Linked DNA regions of Mus musculus: all the other regions are linked to region 2. Evidence: chromatin contacts called from public HiCAR-type and HiChIP or PLAC-seq data. All regions are on one chromosome and are shown on one strand. Each heading gives the region's core, a stretch centred on a gene start, on an enhancer-like site or on the middle of the called end of the contact. The rest is flanking DNA. Distances are from core to core; before and after follow the strand shown. Region 1 holds the start of Thoc5 (THO complex 5). Region 2 overlaps Gm11958 (predicted gene 11958). Region 3 holds the start of Nipsnap1 (nipsnap homolog 1).

Region 1 (2,726 bases), core at 14-2,513, 590 kb before region 2:
TCTCAGAATCTTAGACAAGGAAACCAAGACAGAATTTATTAATAAATGTTTTCATCATACTATGTATACTATGCAGTTATATCAATATCATAAGACAAGTGGAAGCCATTTCCTATTTATGGCATGCAGACCAGACCCAAGTTTTCTTCTACCAAAGTAACTATAGGTTTAAAAAGTGACTGTGAAGTTGGGAATATTACTCAGCTGGTAGAGTGCTGGCCTAGCATACTCAAACGCCTGTGTTTGATCTCCTGGACTGCATAAAACTGTGTGGCGGGACATGCCTGCAATGAGAACAGGTCAGACTGAGAGCTGGCTGACGAGATGTTCCAGATCAGCTTTTGCTATATAATGTGTTCAAAAGTCAGTTTGGGCTACATAATAAAATCTCGTCTCCAAGAAAAAAGGGGGGAGGGGCGGATGGGCTGTGAGACAGGATAGTGGTAAATATCAGGAATCACAGAGCTTGAGTGACTGAGGCAGAGGGATCTTTACCAATGTGAAGCCAACCTGGACTACAGAAGCTGCCAGACAGACAGGACTATAGTGACTGCATTTAAAATCTTCATTAAAACGGAGCAGGTGGCACCTCTTCTTACTGCCCGAGCCCTTTGCAGTATAACTTAAGAAAAAAAATTCTTGTTTTCCTTTTCTTAGAAATTAAGATAAGCAAAATATTTAATGAAGCAAATACACTAAGTCCAGCCAGCTAGCTAGGAAATAGAGCGGACAACATAAAGAAAAGCCAAGCCAAGCTTCTTTGCCCTTGTAACGTCCGCACTTCGCGCTCTCAGCCTTTCTGCTCCAGCAATAAAAGCTCTTTTCTGCGACTCCTTGGAGTCTGGTGCGGCGCGACGATGGTAACGCCTCTCTCAGAGGACCGCAGGAGGCTGCCGGTGACAGGTAAACGAGTGGCGGACTCATCTGACAAAACCCACAAGGGTGGCACGGAAAACCCGGGAAAGCCAACCGCCACCCAGGAGCGTTTGCCACACGCCCAAGAGGACCATCGACGAGGGTCACCACCAGCAGCAGCACTCTCGGGAGACTACAATGGGGACAGAGGATGCTGCTCCGGTTAGTTCCTAGAAAACCGCCACGAGCCTGGGGGACCCCGACAGGTGAGGACCCCAGCCCGCGGACACGCTCCGTGCCGTCTGCACATCAAGCCCGGATCGCCCAGCGAGGACCTGCAGCCCCAGCCAGCAGCCCTCTACCCTCGCTCACCAGAATGCTCCTCACGCCTTCCAGCCGGGTAGCCACTTCCGGCTCGCGACCATAGAGAAGCGGAAGAAGAGAGCCACAGGCCGGAAGTGAGACACGAAGGCCAGATGCAGCTTGGGAAGCAAGGAAGGGGCGAGTCTAGTTCTATTAAGTTGGGAAACTGGGGCGATAATGTCCAAGTCTGTGCTTCGTGCCCCTTCACCGGAGTGTGAATTAGTGGGCCCTCCGCCGACTCACTCGAGTGAGTTTGTGGTATCTCAAGAAAGCACAAGTGTCGCTGTGCTATCATTTGAACAGGAGTGGATTTTGTCTTCTGACTTTGTTCAGGGCCTCACTACATAGCACACTTGCGGGTCTTGAACGCTATATAGATCAGGCTGGTCACTACGATCCGCCTGCATTGGACTCGCTGGACTTAGGCAGGTGTCACCATGCCTGACTCTTCTTTAAATTTTTGTTTTGTTTTTTTTAGATTTATTTATTTATTATATGTAAGTACATTGTAGCTGTCTTCAGACACTCCAGAAGAGGGAGTCAGATCTCTTTACGGATGGTTGTGAGCCACCATGTGGTTGCTGGGATTTGAACTCTGGACCTTCAGAAGAGCAGTCGGGTGCTCTTACCCACTGAGCCATCTCACCAGCCCTTGTTTTTGTTTTTTGAGACAGGGTTTCTCCGTATAGCCCTGGCTGTCCTGGAACTCACTTTGTAGACCAGGCTGGCCTCCAACTCAGAAATCTGCCTGCCTCTGCCTCCCAAGTGATGGGATTAAAGGCGTGTGCCACCACCGCCCCCCCCCCCCACTCTAACTTCTTGATACTATCGGAGTCACTACACCCAGAAAGGAACTGAGGCAGGGGCATAATCCTATATTACACCTGCTTCCTGCTTCACTGTTTTGTTTTGTTTTGATTTTTTATTTTCCCCCAAGACTCTAGTGCAGTACCTGTAAGCTTCAGATGTTTCCTATGCCTGGCATTTCTGGAGTAAATTCTGGTTGTCTGCAAACATGAACATTGAATACCTTGTGGCGCCGAAACAGCTCCTTTTCTTGCTCTGGGACGAAGATGAAGACGGTCTCCCTAAGAGATCAAAGCCAGTGTAACCCTCAGCCAACTGGAAGCTGCCCTGCCTTAGACAACTACTGAGATTCCTTGTAGATGAAGACAACACCACAACGTACAGTAAATATTTAATTTGGTTCCATCAACATTCTCCTGGATGGTAGCACAACCATGCTAAGCAGGGGTTCATGAGGTACCGGGGTCATTGAAGAGACCCCAGAATCACAACCTACTCCACAGACCTAGTGTTTCTGCAAAATGAGGGTTTGGGGGACAATGTCAAGAAGGGAAAGAAAGAATTTGATGGAACTATAGGTCTCAGCCTGTGTTTTTGCCTGTAGGAAGGAAGAAGTACAGAAGAGCTGAAGCACAAATTCAAGTTTTAACCACATTATGTAGGAAAACATGGATACGCCTCTCCATCTGTCTAGGAACAGG
Region 2 (3,033 bases), core at 61-2,560:
AGCAAATGTTGCTAATGGTGCTGGAGTTCTTGATCCTTAGTTGGTGAGGAGCTTAAGCCTGGGTGAGGGGCTCCTTCCTCCTCCCACGTCACCATCATTTTCTCTATCTTCCTGTCCTTCTTGGTACCCAAGGGGGTTGGAACATCAAGGTATGGGCAGGGGTGCACGCGGCCTTACAATTTCTAAAGTTCTTTAACGTGGGGACCACATCTCAGTAAGTATTGGACACTCAGCTCATGATGAGATGAAAGCGACCATGCCATGAAGGATCTTCTTTCCGGGATGAGACATAGTCATGAGAACTGTTTTCAGCTTGGCTGCAGGCCTGTGGAGACACATAATGTCCACCTTCACATAATCACAGGGCTTTCCTGGTATACCTCTTCAGTATCGTTCCGGGGATGGCATTCAGGGGGAAGTTGGGATTGGCTCAAAATACTTTTGGCTCAAAGACTCAAAGGATCTCTGAACTGTGGCTGTCTAGCTCGGCCGTGTACCCGGAGCAGTAGTGAGTGACCTCACTCTTCACTCATCTGACAAATATGTACAAGGCCTATTGTGTGCCAAGTGGCAGACCCGGGGCAGGGACTGAGACAATGGCAGACACCTGAGAGCTGCAGCCTGGCCTTCAGGAAGCCTGCTGGTGGCTCCTCCGAAAAGGTCTTGCAGCTGGCTAGGCACGTGCTGCAGGGCTTCAGAGTTGACACGCAAGATCTTCATGATCCCTAAGGAGTCAATGAAGAAATGTGTCAATGAAAAAAGAATCCAGGGTGAAGAGAGGGAGAATGTTTTAAACCCAGATTTAAGCGAACACAGCCTTGCCTTGGCAGATCACACGCACAAGAGCGGGCTCCCTCACACTATCACACAAGCCGGACCCTCAGCAGAGAATTTTTATCTGCAGAAGTGTCAGCTTCTAGCCTCCTGCTTCCAATTACAGTGTTCTAGCCTTACCCCACCCACCCTGTACTCCACAAACAAACAGCTTAGACCCGCCGCCGCTGCTGCTGTTGCTGCGGCTGGAACCTCCTCCACTTAGATATCAAATCCCTCTCCTAAATTGCAGCAGACAAAATAGCTGAAGTCCTAGGTGTTTCCCCTCTGCCCAGGACACCCAGCCAGGGAAAGCAAATTGAGAAGCCTAAATCAAAGGTTTTCAACAGAGCCAGGCCCCAGGGTGGGAGGGAGAGGCCTCTGCTTTCAGCTCTCAGCCTCTGCTGTTACTTCTTGAGCCAAAACAAAGCCGGTCCCAGGGAAGTTAATCTGCCCTGGATAGAACAGGGCCACTCCCTGAGGTACAGAGCCAGCTGTGGGCCCAGAGCAACCAGGCCCAGGAAGCTGGGCCTGATGAGGCTGTGGGCCTAAGAGGGAGTGGCTACCACTAAGGACTGGATCTGCATCTGCATGCTTGCCTGCTGCCTCTTGATTGATTGTAAAGATAAGTGTGTTTTAAAAGATTTATGGGGGCAGGGCGTGGTGATGCACACCTTTAATCCCTGAACTGGGGAGGCAGAGACAGGTGGATCTCTGAGAGTTTCGAGGCTAGCCTGATCTACATAGTTTCCGGACAGACAGGGCTACACAGTAAAACAAGACAAAACAAACAAACAAGCAAAAAAACCAAAACAAAACCAAAATTGGGGCTGGAGGCCCACCTCCCACGGGAATGCACTGGCATACACAAAACCCTAGATTGGAGTTCCAGTGTAACACAAACTAGACATCTGGGCACGGTAGCACTTGCCTCTAGTCCACGGGGTAGAGGACAGAGGCAGAGGATAGGAAGTTCAAGGTCATCCCAAAGCCAAGGGTAGCCTAGGCTATACAAGATCCTGTCAAATATTTACCCTCATACTCTTAGGCACACGTGTACACACACACATACACACACACACACACTTTAACACACATGAACCTTTACACTTATGAAAACACACTCTCGCACATGCACACCCATCCTTCCTAACACAGATGCCTTTCTGGGTTTGTGTTGGATTTGTCAAGAGATGAAACAGTCCCTTGGTATGTCCCATGTGCACCGTACCAAGCTGTACCCTGGTTTTCACACATCCCTGGTAGCTCTTCTCTCCAGGAGCCTTATGAGGCTCTGTGAAACAACAACATGACCTACCCTTTGATGACCACACAGAGCCCAGGACTTTGCACAGGACTAACTTCTGTTTAAAGCTGACAGTCAGGCTGGAGAGATGGCTCAGTGGTTAAGAGCACTGACTCCTCTTCCAGAGGACCTGGGTTCAATTCCCAGCAACTACATGGTGGCTCACAACCATCTGCAATAGAATCCAGCACCCTCTTCTGGTGTGTCTGAAGTCTGAAGACAGCAACAGTGTACTCACATACATAAAATAAATCTTAAAAAAAAAAAAGCTGACAGTCTGTCTCACATAGACTGTACAGGTCAGCCGACACTGGTACAGAACAGGTCTCTAGCCACCCATTGTGGAGAAAACACAGACAACAGCTGAGTCTCAGATTCTCGGTCAGAAAAAGAGGCGAGGGCACCTGCCTCCCAGAGTCTGGGTCAGTCGGTGAAGCTCCACACGCGGGGAGGGAACTTGTTCTGTTTTGCTGCCTTAGGTCACCAGAATTTCCAGGCTCCCAGTTTACAGGGCACTGGCCATGTTGGGATTGGAAGCTAATGATATCTAAGTAGAAAACACTAAGGCAAACCAATTTGTGTTGTAGCCATTCCAGGGGACATGTTACAAGCTATCCAGCCACCCCAGCCCTCTCCCCAGCTAACAGAGACATTTCTAGAGACCTGAGGGGGGGCGGGGAATTGATAGGCTATGAGGAAGGAGAGCCCAAGCAAAACCTGACAGAGCTCCCAGGCTGCTGCCTGGAACATCTGGACCAATGCTGATGGGCACAGAGGAGAAGAACAGCTGCCAAACCAGCTCTTGGCAGGAGCCCTGAGAGCTGCCCCAGGCGGCCAGAGCAGACACTGGGACTTCTTCCTTCTGGAGCTGACCCGGAAGGTGGCTGAGATGTGGAAACAGCAGCTGAGTTCTC
Region 3 (2,700 bases), core at 174-2,673, 570 kb before region 2:
TCTCACAATGACAGAAATTGTTTGAGGCATAAGCATGGTCTCTTTAATCCAATGAGGGCTGGAGATGTCATTGTTTACTTGGTGGAGAGAGCACTACATTAGCCTAGCATACCTAAACTCCTGAGTTCTCTTCCTAGCAATAGAAAACAAGGCTATCAGACACATCCTATTTTCTCCTCCTACCCAAGGTCATCCCTCCAGAAAAGGCTGAGTTTACAAGGTACACTCTAGGCTTTTTTCCCATTGTCGGCTTCTCTCTCATTACCCAGCACGGAAGTGAAGGGCACGCGTCCCAACTCTTCTATCCGTGCTTTCCTAATGTGCACAGCGATCTAACGGAACTCCATGGCCACATTCTTGGGCTGGGGCAGGAGTAACGCAGGTCCCTTTCCACAGGTGTGAGGGCAGGTGTTCCACTTCTTTAGCTAATGCTTTTTGCACAAACCCTGTCCTAAAACTTGTGAGGGTGTGGGGCTGGGGAAACAGGAGAGCAGGGTCAGAAGTGCTCCGGGTGATAGGTGCAGAGATGGGGGTAGCACCGGGCGTGGCATCGAGGAGGGAGGAGCAGCCCAGAGCCAGTCAGGGGAAGGAAGCCAAGCTCTCCAAAGCCAGAATTGAGCCTCTCTCCTAGGAGGCCACCAGCCGTGGTACAAAGTGCAGAGTGCATCGTAAGACCTGGGTCCTAACATCCAGAGCTGCCTCCACATGGCACGGACGCTGACCTTGAACAGCTCCCACCCCACTCTGTTGACCCACCTGTACAAAGCAGGGTGCGGAATCACTTTGGGAATTCCCACCGTACCCCCAGTCCTCCTCTCCTTCCAAAACTTTCTGCTGGCTCAGAAGACCCCAGCGCGTGCTAAACCACAAAGGCCAGGCAAAAGGCTGCCAATATCCTCTGCCTTCGTCCGGGATCCAGGGCTCAAAACCTGTCCCTCCCACTCACCTCATTTTTTATTCTCAGCCCAGATCCAGGTCCCAAACAGGACAAAGAACCTGCCCAGCTAGGCATGGTAGTGCACACCCTCACTATCTGGGAGGCAGAGGCAAGAAGATTCCGAGGTCGAATCACATGTAGTACGAACCTGTTTAAAAACCAAAACCATCCCCATACCTTTTCACCTTCCCCATTCTTTCTCAGCCTCAGGCCTACATCCTGGTAGCTCTCTGCCTCTAACCCCTCAATTCCAAATCCGAGAGTCTGTTTTTCATTCCAGCCCCCTCCCCTGCTCCTGTTCCGGGCACGCAGTCAGCCCCGTCGGCCTCTCACCGCACAGCACCCGCAGCCGCGAGGTCCCCAGCACGGGGTCTCGGCTTCGTGAATAGCCGCCGTGCCGCTGCAGAGATGATGCACAACCGCGGAGCCATGTTGGACCGGAGCAGGTTGGAGGAAAGCCACGCCTCAGCCCAGTGGCTGGGGGCAGGACTAGAGAAAACCACGCCCTCCCCTCGCCAGCTTCCCTTTCAAACACAAGCAGGTGGGAGTCCCCCAACTCTACAGTTGCACAGTCCATACCCACACCTCCGAGCTCTTGAAACTCTGCAGCTAACTAGTTCTGTTCTCTTCAACGACCTTTTCCCCTCTGTACCTGGGAATTCATCTCGATAATCGCAGGGTTGTATGTCCTGGACATTCTGAGGATAAACTAAAGACAGTCTTTATACCCCTAAAATTGTTCACAAACTATGTGAGTTCCCTTCCTCCTTGGGTGCTGGAGGTGGAGCCCAGGACCTCACACATGGCTTGGCAAATGTTCTGTCTACATCTTGTGTTCTTCTGTGTCAAGGCATCAACAGACAATATTTGTCTATTCAAAAGAACAAAATCTATAACAATTTTTAAAAGAGAGAGAGAGAGAGAGCCTGGGGGGGGTCCAGAAGCCTCAAATATCCTGGAACTGGAGTTTAAAGGAGATTTTGAGGCACTCTAATGGGTACTGGGATCCAAACTCAGGTCTCCTCCAAGAGCTTTTAAAGGCAGAACTGTCTCTTTAACCATTTAAAACAGATGGACAAGACTCTGAGCAAGCAGGATGCTCTTTCTCCAAAGCCCGAGTGTGATGGTGCACTTAAGAGGCTGAGACGAACTGGGCAGTGGTGGCGCATGCCTTTAATACCAGCACTCGGGAGACAGGCGGATTTCTGAGTTCGAGGCCAGCCTGGTCTACAAAGTGGGTTCCAGGACAGCCAGGGCTATACAGAGAAACCCTGTCTCGAAAAACAAAATAAAACAAAACAAAACAACAACAAAAAGAGACTACGGAATTAAAACAACAAACAAAAAACATTTTCTCTTCACTGTCTATTCACCTGGAGGCTCTATATTTGCTTTCTCAGCCCACACAGAGATGGATCCCTTCTGATCCCCTGGGGGACACAGGGACAGAGACACACCAACGGGGGAGTGGGGTGGGGGAGGATGCCAAGCCACCGACTGTAATTCGGTGCAGGGGATTTACAGCCGGTATAACTAACTTCCGGAGTGCTTCAAACTGTGAGTCTGGCAAGTTAGGTCTCATCTAAGATCTTGAGACAGCAAAGGTTGGCTGAACAAGTCCTATCTGTACTTCTTGGCAGCCAAGGCCTGGTGGAGCAGACAAATCACTCCAATCACTGCTGACTGAAACCTCCAAGGCAGAGATGTTAGCCATGCCCCGCCCCCTCCATCAGCTAGGCTACTGGCAAGTGAGCCCCAAGGAT

The links. HiCAR-type assays count read pairs that join an accessible place to other places. HiChIP or PLAC-seq counts read pairs in DNA pulled down with a chosen protein or histone mark.
Region 1: a HiCAR-type map of fibro-adipogenic progenitors shows a contact between it and region 2, with 4 times the contacts expected there. The contact joins the promoter of Thoc5 here to the enhancer-like site in region 2. A contact is called at or near these places in 3 of 39 promoter capture datasets (cranial neural crest, embryonic stem cells and hippocampal neurons) and 2 of 115 datasets of contacts at active chromatin or transcription factors (fibro-adipogenic progenitors and pancreatic cancer cells).
Region 3: an H3K27ac HiChIP or PLAC-seq map of embryonic stem cells shows a contact between it and region 2, with 4 times the contacts expected there. The contact joins the promoter of Nipsnap1 here to the enhancer-like site in region 2. A contact is called at or near these places in 1 of 39 promoter capture datasets (embryonic stem cells), 1 of 484 Hi-C or Micro-C datasets (bone marrow-derived macrophages), 2 of 115 datasets of contacts at active chromatin or transcription factors (the NIH/3T3 cell line and embryonic stem cells) and 2 of 9 other capture datasets (embryonic stem cells and macrophages).

The regions. Positions count from the first base shown.
Region 1 is chr11:4,893,880-4,896,605 of GRCm38.p6, reverse strand. It overlaps Thoc5 (THO complex 5), which reads right to left and starts at 1,263. Exons shown (of 20, transcript NM_172438.3): 1 at 1,228-1,263. Nipsnap1 (nipsnap homolog 1) reads right to left here. Exons shown (of 10, transcript NM_008698.3): 10 at 2,405-2,726.
Region 2 is chr11:4,300,763-4,303,795 of GRCm38.p6, reverse strand. It overlaps Gm11958 (predicted gene 11958), which reads right to left. Exons shown (of 4, transcript NR_166831.1): 3 at 608-725; 4 at 1-325. Among named protein-coding and RNA genes, the nearest start is that of Gm11958, 17 kb to the right of the region's middle. Within about 2 kb of position 1,310, at least 121 of the 459 cell types and tissues checked have an H3K27ac peak or open chromatin away from gene starts, as enhancers often do. A contact at or near this core is called in the NIH/3T3 cell line, embryonic stem cells, fibro-adipogenic progenitors and 1 more, where this site is marked.
Region 3 is chr11:4,872,674-4,875,373 of GRCm38.p6, reverse strand. It overlaps Nipsnap1 (nipsnap homolog 1), which reads right to left and starts at 1,423. Exons shown (of 10, transcript NM_008698.3): 1 at 1,271-1,423. The coding sequence starts at 1,368.